Regions from separate parts of the Hordeum vulgare genome. Here region 1 is linked to region 2. Evidence: chromatin contacts called from public Hi-C data. All regions are on one chromosome and are shown on one strand. Each heading gives the region's core, a stretch centred on a gene start, on an enhancer-like site or on the middle of the called end of the contact. The rest is flanking DNA. Distances are from core to core; before and after follow the strand shown. Region 1 holds the start of LOC123447941 (chaperone protein dnaJ 10-like). Region 2 holds the start of LOC123447914 (phosphatidylinositol/phosphatidylcholine transfer protein SFH8-like).

Region 1 (3,115 bases), core at 467-2,966, 230 kb before region 2:
CTGAAGCTATGGATGCCAGAGCAAGCTGACCAACATAGTCTTCAAAATAGTCGCTTCCAAAAAGCATCCCAAAGACAGCAGCGGGATCGACCATGTTTTCCCTGAATGCCACGTTAATTAAACGAGTAAGAAAAGAATCCACAGCACATTAGCACGATGAAGCAAATTGGCAAGTTATTTTCACATAAAGCTATAAGTAGAATTTAGATAGTAGGTACTTGTGTCTGTTTTTTGAAGTGTGTTTCTTGTTCTGATATAGCTACTTAGTCGTTATATATTGTCTATCTATCCATAAATTCAAGAGGTCGTCTTAACTGAACTCCCTTTTTGTCACGGTGACATGCTCCCGTTTTCTCACCATATACAAACAACTAGAGAACCCAGTTCTATGCTCACAGTCAGCTAGTTCAATCCAAACAATCCTTTTAGGGGCAGCTGTGTTTTCCCCTTTTAAGAAAAATACCAATTACTTACAAAAAGTTCAGAACTCAAAGAAATTCATGACTTACTGGGAAAGGCCCTCCTTTCCATGCTTATCATAAGCCTCCTTCTTGGCTGGATCGCTTAGGACTTGGTAGGCCTCTCCAAGATCCTGTTAAGAGCAAGCTTCTCGATGATTATACAAGTGGACATTATCATTTAAAGAGGCATTTGACGCCATAGAGACACTTACAGGTAATAGATTTAACATGTAAATCGATGAGTACGCAAGCACTACTCAGCAAGGAACACCCTATTATGAAACAAGGCGTGCATGGAGTGAAACGTGCATTCCAAATATGCTCTCTCTGAACATCTGTTAATTGGTAACAGATCAAACTATACCTCATGACTTTGGCTAAACTAACTTCCTTCCAAAAGAATAAAAATCTAAACTAACTTTGGCCAACCCAAATTCTAGCTCCAATCTACACTCAAACCATGGGATTAACTACATACATGGCATCTGAAATACTAGCATATTCACATGACCACGCAATTTCGCTTGTTCCACAATAAACTGACAGAACATGGCAGGGGTGAAGACCGAAGAGAAGGCGCCTAAAACGCACCTGGAATTTCCGCGCCGCGTCGGGGTTGCCGGGATTCTTGTCCGGGTGCACCAGCCTGGCCTGGAAGGCATACAAACGCGCCGATTCAGATGCAGCAGAGGGAGATGGGCCTAGTATTGATGATATAAGACGATGGGAACTCACCTGGACGTAGTATGCCTTCTTGATGTCGGAGGGGGAGGCGTCGACGCTGACCCCCAGGGTTTCGTAGTAGGCGGTCTCCTTCACCATGGCCGCCGCAACCGGATCTCGCCCGCCCGCGGCTACCAACAGAACAGCGAATGCTATGACAAAATCGAGAGCGGTTAGCAGCGGAGGAAAGAAACCCGAGCCCGAGAGTAAGAGAGATGCGCACCACGGCCGGCCGGACGGTCGGTTCTAGAAGCTTCTCGAAGGTTCCCGGGGAAGAAGACGAGGAGGAAGAAGAGATTTGGGGGGTGTTTCTCGACACCGTGGATCCGCGAATATCTCTGCTGGGACGGAGAGTCGGGTGGTGGTGAATTGGTGATGCGGTGGGGTCAACGTGGGCAGAGGGCCCACCCGTCAGCGACACCACGTCACGGCAGCGAGGCGCCCAGGTGTGGTGCGCTGGCAGGCAGGCTGGCGTGTCCGCGGCGGACGATGAGAGAGATGCTGATGGTCTGGGCAATGGACAGATGGTTCGCTTCGGCGACAGCAATGCATGCGTCTTGGATTTTATAGTAGAGCTGTAGGAGTACGTACGGCAGATCTCACGCGGGATGACGACGACGCGTGCGAGATGGCATCGGTGGCAACATGGCTAAGAAATCTCCGTTGCTTAACCGCGTGCTTGCGTGACGGATTTAGACCTGTCAATCTCCTCTGTTGTGCGCAGATGGCTGCGTCGTTTTGGACAGATTTTGCACGGTGTCCCTAGTGGAATACCGGCCCAACATAGATTTAAATCCTGATGCTCATATTATTTTTAGATTTACTAATAAAAATGCCCGTGCGTTGCACCGCGTACGAAATAAATAAATATAACAAGTAAACATGAATATGCTCTTACTTAATGTCCCAAGTTGCATAGTATCTGCACTGTTAGTGAACTGGCGCATGGCAAGTTGAAATAGATTCTGTTGCAGAAATAGAAGTACAATTGTGATCAAAAGTACTCGGATAAAATTTCTAAACAAAATGGATGACCGATTTCAGTTTAAATGGCTCACAAAACAGCGCAATAAGATCTCATTGTTGCATGGCTAAGGCTCAAACCCAAGAATAGCCATGCACTCTGGTTGAAGAATAACCATGCAAATCCTCAACAAATTCATTCAGAAATTGGCTTCTTGTAGTTCATTCAGAATTTAGAAACACCGGGAGTCCAATCGCGGACGTTGGTAAGGTTCATAGCTTCTGATAGAATTCACTTAGCTAGAAAATTAGTAAAAAACTAACAAAATGAAAAGCACACTAATCGATGAACGGATGATCATGGCTGGTTGTCAATTAGTACTTAGTGTTGGAAAACAATGATACAAGTAACCAAGGAAAAATAGACTTGCTACTTAAATTGGTTCCTGATTGAAAGAATAAATCCTTTAGTTCTCAGATATAAAGATGGTACAACGAGAGAGTGCAAACAGTGACATATGTTCTTCTGAACAAACAGATTCACTATGTTCTTCAGAGCTCGAACATGACATATAGCAATTGAATTAGATAGCCACATGAGCCTTATCTAGCAAAAAAGCCTGAATTAGATAGCCACATGAGCCTTATCTAGCAAAATAGCTCGTGCGTTGCAACAGGTTCGCTACGGAGCAAACACTTGGTCCTTCCTTCTGTGAGTCGGTGACAGATAGCATCAAGTCAAATGAGATCTTCATTTGCACCTCTCGTCGCACACAAACACTGACCATACATGACCAGTAGACAACACAAACATAGAAGCTTTCGCACAAATGGAGTGGGCTAATTTTACATACTTCACACAGATTGGTAATACTTACCGCATAACCTTCATCAGAACTTCACTTATTTAATTTTCGCAAACAACATCAAGCAATTGTATATACTGACGAAAGAAACAACATTTATGG
Region 2 (2,964 bases), core at 323-2,822:
TGTGCAGCGCATTGCTCCTCCTCCTCAGCTTTAGCCTCACGCTCCATCAGCTTGATCCGCCGGGCCTCTGCGCCCTCCTCTGACACCCGCCGTTGCTCTGGTGTCAGCTGCTGTCATCGGCGCCTCACCTTCTTTGCATGCGCCCGCGCCTACCGCGGCACCATTGGCACTGGGATCCTCTTCGGATCCAAATGCCAGTAATGCGGCAGCGTGACGTCGGGGTAGGGTAAGGGGAATTGGTGCTTCTAGTGCCACCTCACTTGGTGCACTGGTATGTTGACCCGCTGCCGAAGCAGACGGGAAGATGCCGACGACGAGAGCACGCAGATGGGAAGACGCCGACGACGGGAGCGCGCACACAAGGAAGGCGGGGGACTTGCCCTTGTCTTTGCTGGAGAAGAAACCAATGGTGGCTTGGTTTACAGACGACGGGGAAGCAACGGGTGGCTAGATGTGGATGGGGGCGACTTATGAAAGAGGATGAGCCCCCCTCCCCCATGGGCGTATGCACGGATCAAAAAAGGACACCCGTGGGTCGCTGACGCGTGGGTCCATGATGGACGGTCGTCGTTAATAAAGACGACGCTGGCTTTAACCAGACGCCATGTGTGGACGCGTGCGGGCATGAGAAGGCGCGCGCCGCGTCCGCTTCGCGTCCGTATCAACGCATTTCAGGAGCAATTTTGAGCCGAAAATGAATCCGCACGAACACGAAGCAGACACGTTTTGGGTTTGGGTTGGCGCGTTAGGCCTTCATTTTTGTCTGTGCTGACCCAAATGGATGCGGACGGACAATTGGGTCGCTGCGTTGGAGGTGCTCTAACTCACCAATTTTCTTCTTCTTACCTCTATTTCAAAGGGAAAAAGGTCTAGCCATTTTTTCTCCGATGCCGCTTAGATTTAGTTTTTCTTAAAACAAAACTACCACTCGCTTCATTCTTAAATATAAAACCTTTTTAATTTTTTACTATAAACCACATACGAAGTAAAATGAGTAAATCTATATTCTGAAATATATCTATATACATCCGTATATAGTCTATAGTAAAATCTCTAAAAGGTCTTATATATATATATTTTTAAAGGGAATAGATATTTATAGTTTCCCTTATGCATCTGTGTTTGTTTGATCAATTGTAGGCAGACAATGTATCATCATCAATCATCAATCAATAACCAATAGATACTTGCATAAAAGCACCCCATAATAAATTATATAATCTGTACTAGTAGAACAATTGTAGCGGAATTAAAAAGGAGTGGACGAGGGAGCAGTTGCCCAACCAAACCAAATCTGACTCGGCCAAAGCCTTCCACGCGTCACGTCACGGGCACGGCCTCCTGCGCTCGGTCCATGGGCGAGGCCGCATCGCCACCGTCCACTGCTCGGACCGGCGCGCATCAACGGCCACGGCAGACGCGCCTCAGCCCTCAGATCTACGTATCCAACTAGTAAAAAGATTCCTACGTGGTGGGTGGTCCGGGTGCGCCGGGCCCACGTACCGAACACGTCCACGTCGCCCGGGTCAACCGTTTCCGGCCCATGGGCCTGGTCTACCCGCGCCGTGACGGAAACCTCCGTGCCCTCTGCCTCCTTCTTCTTCTTCTCCCTCCCGGAGTCGCCCGCCCGCCCGCCCCATTAAAACGGTGGGAGAAGGAGAAGCTCCTCCTCCTCCCGCCCCCCGAAATCCGCACCCGAATCCCGAAACTGACAGGCGGAAAATCTCCGCCGGGGACCAGATTCCCCGCCTGGTACGCGCGCGTAAGAACCGTCATTCGATTGATTCAAGTTCTTCTCCCCCCCCCCCTAATCCAATTCGCCAATCCGGCGTTCGAGCGTGCGTGGCGGGCGCTCTTCGCTGCTGTCCTGCTCGCTGAATTTTTCCGTGCGGATTTTCCAGCGGATTTCGGGCCTGGGGCTTTGCTGGGGAGATCGATTCCGGAGCCGGAGGGGATGTCAGGGCCCCTCGACCGATTAGCCAGGCCATGTGAGTATAAAGTGTTTGTTCCTCCGTTTATTGTTGCTGGTCGACGTACTTATTTCCTTTAGGACTTGGAGGAACCAATTTCCTAGGGTTCAATGTTTCTGGCTCCTCTCGTGATTTCCTCTGTAAAGTTCGTTTCTTTTTCAGTGTCTGGGATTAAATAGGCTCGTATTTTGATTATCGCGCTCCTCGAATCAGCTATGAGGATTATGCGATTTGGGGCCACCGGAAGCATGTTCCTAATTTGACAGTAAAGTCCACGTGTAAATAAACAACTTTCTGTGTAAAAAAGAAGGAAAAATCTTCGAGCAGAAGTCTGTTCTGTTTTCAGTTGTTTTTTACTTGGCATCGCTAAAGGATATTACCTCCCCTACTCTTTCAATGGGAATGACAGCTTACCTGATGTGAAAAAATAATGGCAGCTTACCTTCCTTTATAAAAGATTGTGTTATTATATCTAGTGCGTGAAGGTTAGTAGGTAATCATTGTCAAAGATAACTACATAAGACTTAATTGTAGAGTACAGGAAAATGCAGAGAATTAACATATTGTGTTGTTGATGCCACCTGTATGAACCAACAAATTTTTAAACCATCCAACTAATCAGTGCAAGGTTCTTTCTGCTTGCACTCTGTATGGTGCTGAACAAAATTGACGACCCTGTCCCTTTTTGCAACTCACCCTTGCTGAATCTTCATACTAGCACCTGTAATCACAGAGTGTTGTTTCAGCATACGGGTAACTGTATTTGGCATGGGTTCTTGCTGCAGTTCCTTGCAGAACACCATTATTTGGCTATTGGTTTTTGTTACTAGAGTAACTGTATCTGCTTTTGCTTTGACTACAGTATGGAATATTAACATATTGTTACTGGGCACAGCTTTTGAAGGATTTACACATAATGATGGAAAGAAAGAGAGCAGATCGGATGCAGACAACTCAGAAGGAGAAAAGAAGACTAAAATAGCCTCCTTCAAGA

Evidence for each region. Hi-C and Micro-C count contacts between places; a contact is called where the count stands out from the background.
Region 1: a Hi-C map of seedling shows a contact between it and region 2, with 7 times the contacts expected there. The contact joins the promoter of LOC123447941 here to the promoter of LOC123447914 in region 2. A contact is called at or near these places in 4 of 6 Hi-C or Micro-C datasets (leaf and seedling) and 1 of 1 datasets of contacts at active chromatin or transcription factors (embryo).

What each region holds. Positions count from the first base shown.
Region 1 is chr1H:484,401,048-484,404,162 of MorexV3_pseudomolecules_assembly, reverse strand. LOC123447941 (chaperone protein dnaJ 10-like) reads right to left here and starts at 1,716. Exons shown (of 10, transcript XM_045124683.1): 1 at 1,408-1,716; 2 at 1,197-1,336; 3 at 1,053-1,112; 4 at 510-592; 5 at 1-101. The coding sequence starts at 1,283.
Region 2 is chr1H:484,166,936-484,169,899 of MorexV3_pseudomolecules_assembly, reverse strand. It overlaps LOC123447914 (phosphatidylinositol/phosphatidylcholine transfer protein SFH8-like), which reads left to right and starts at 1,572. Exons shown (of 15, transcript XM_045124654.1): 1 at 1,572-1,762; 2 at 1,902-1,988; 3 at 2,866-2,964. The coding sequence starts at 1,955.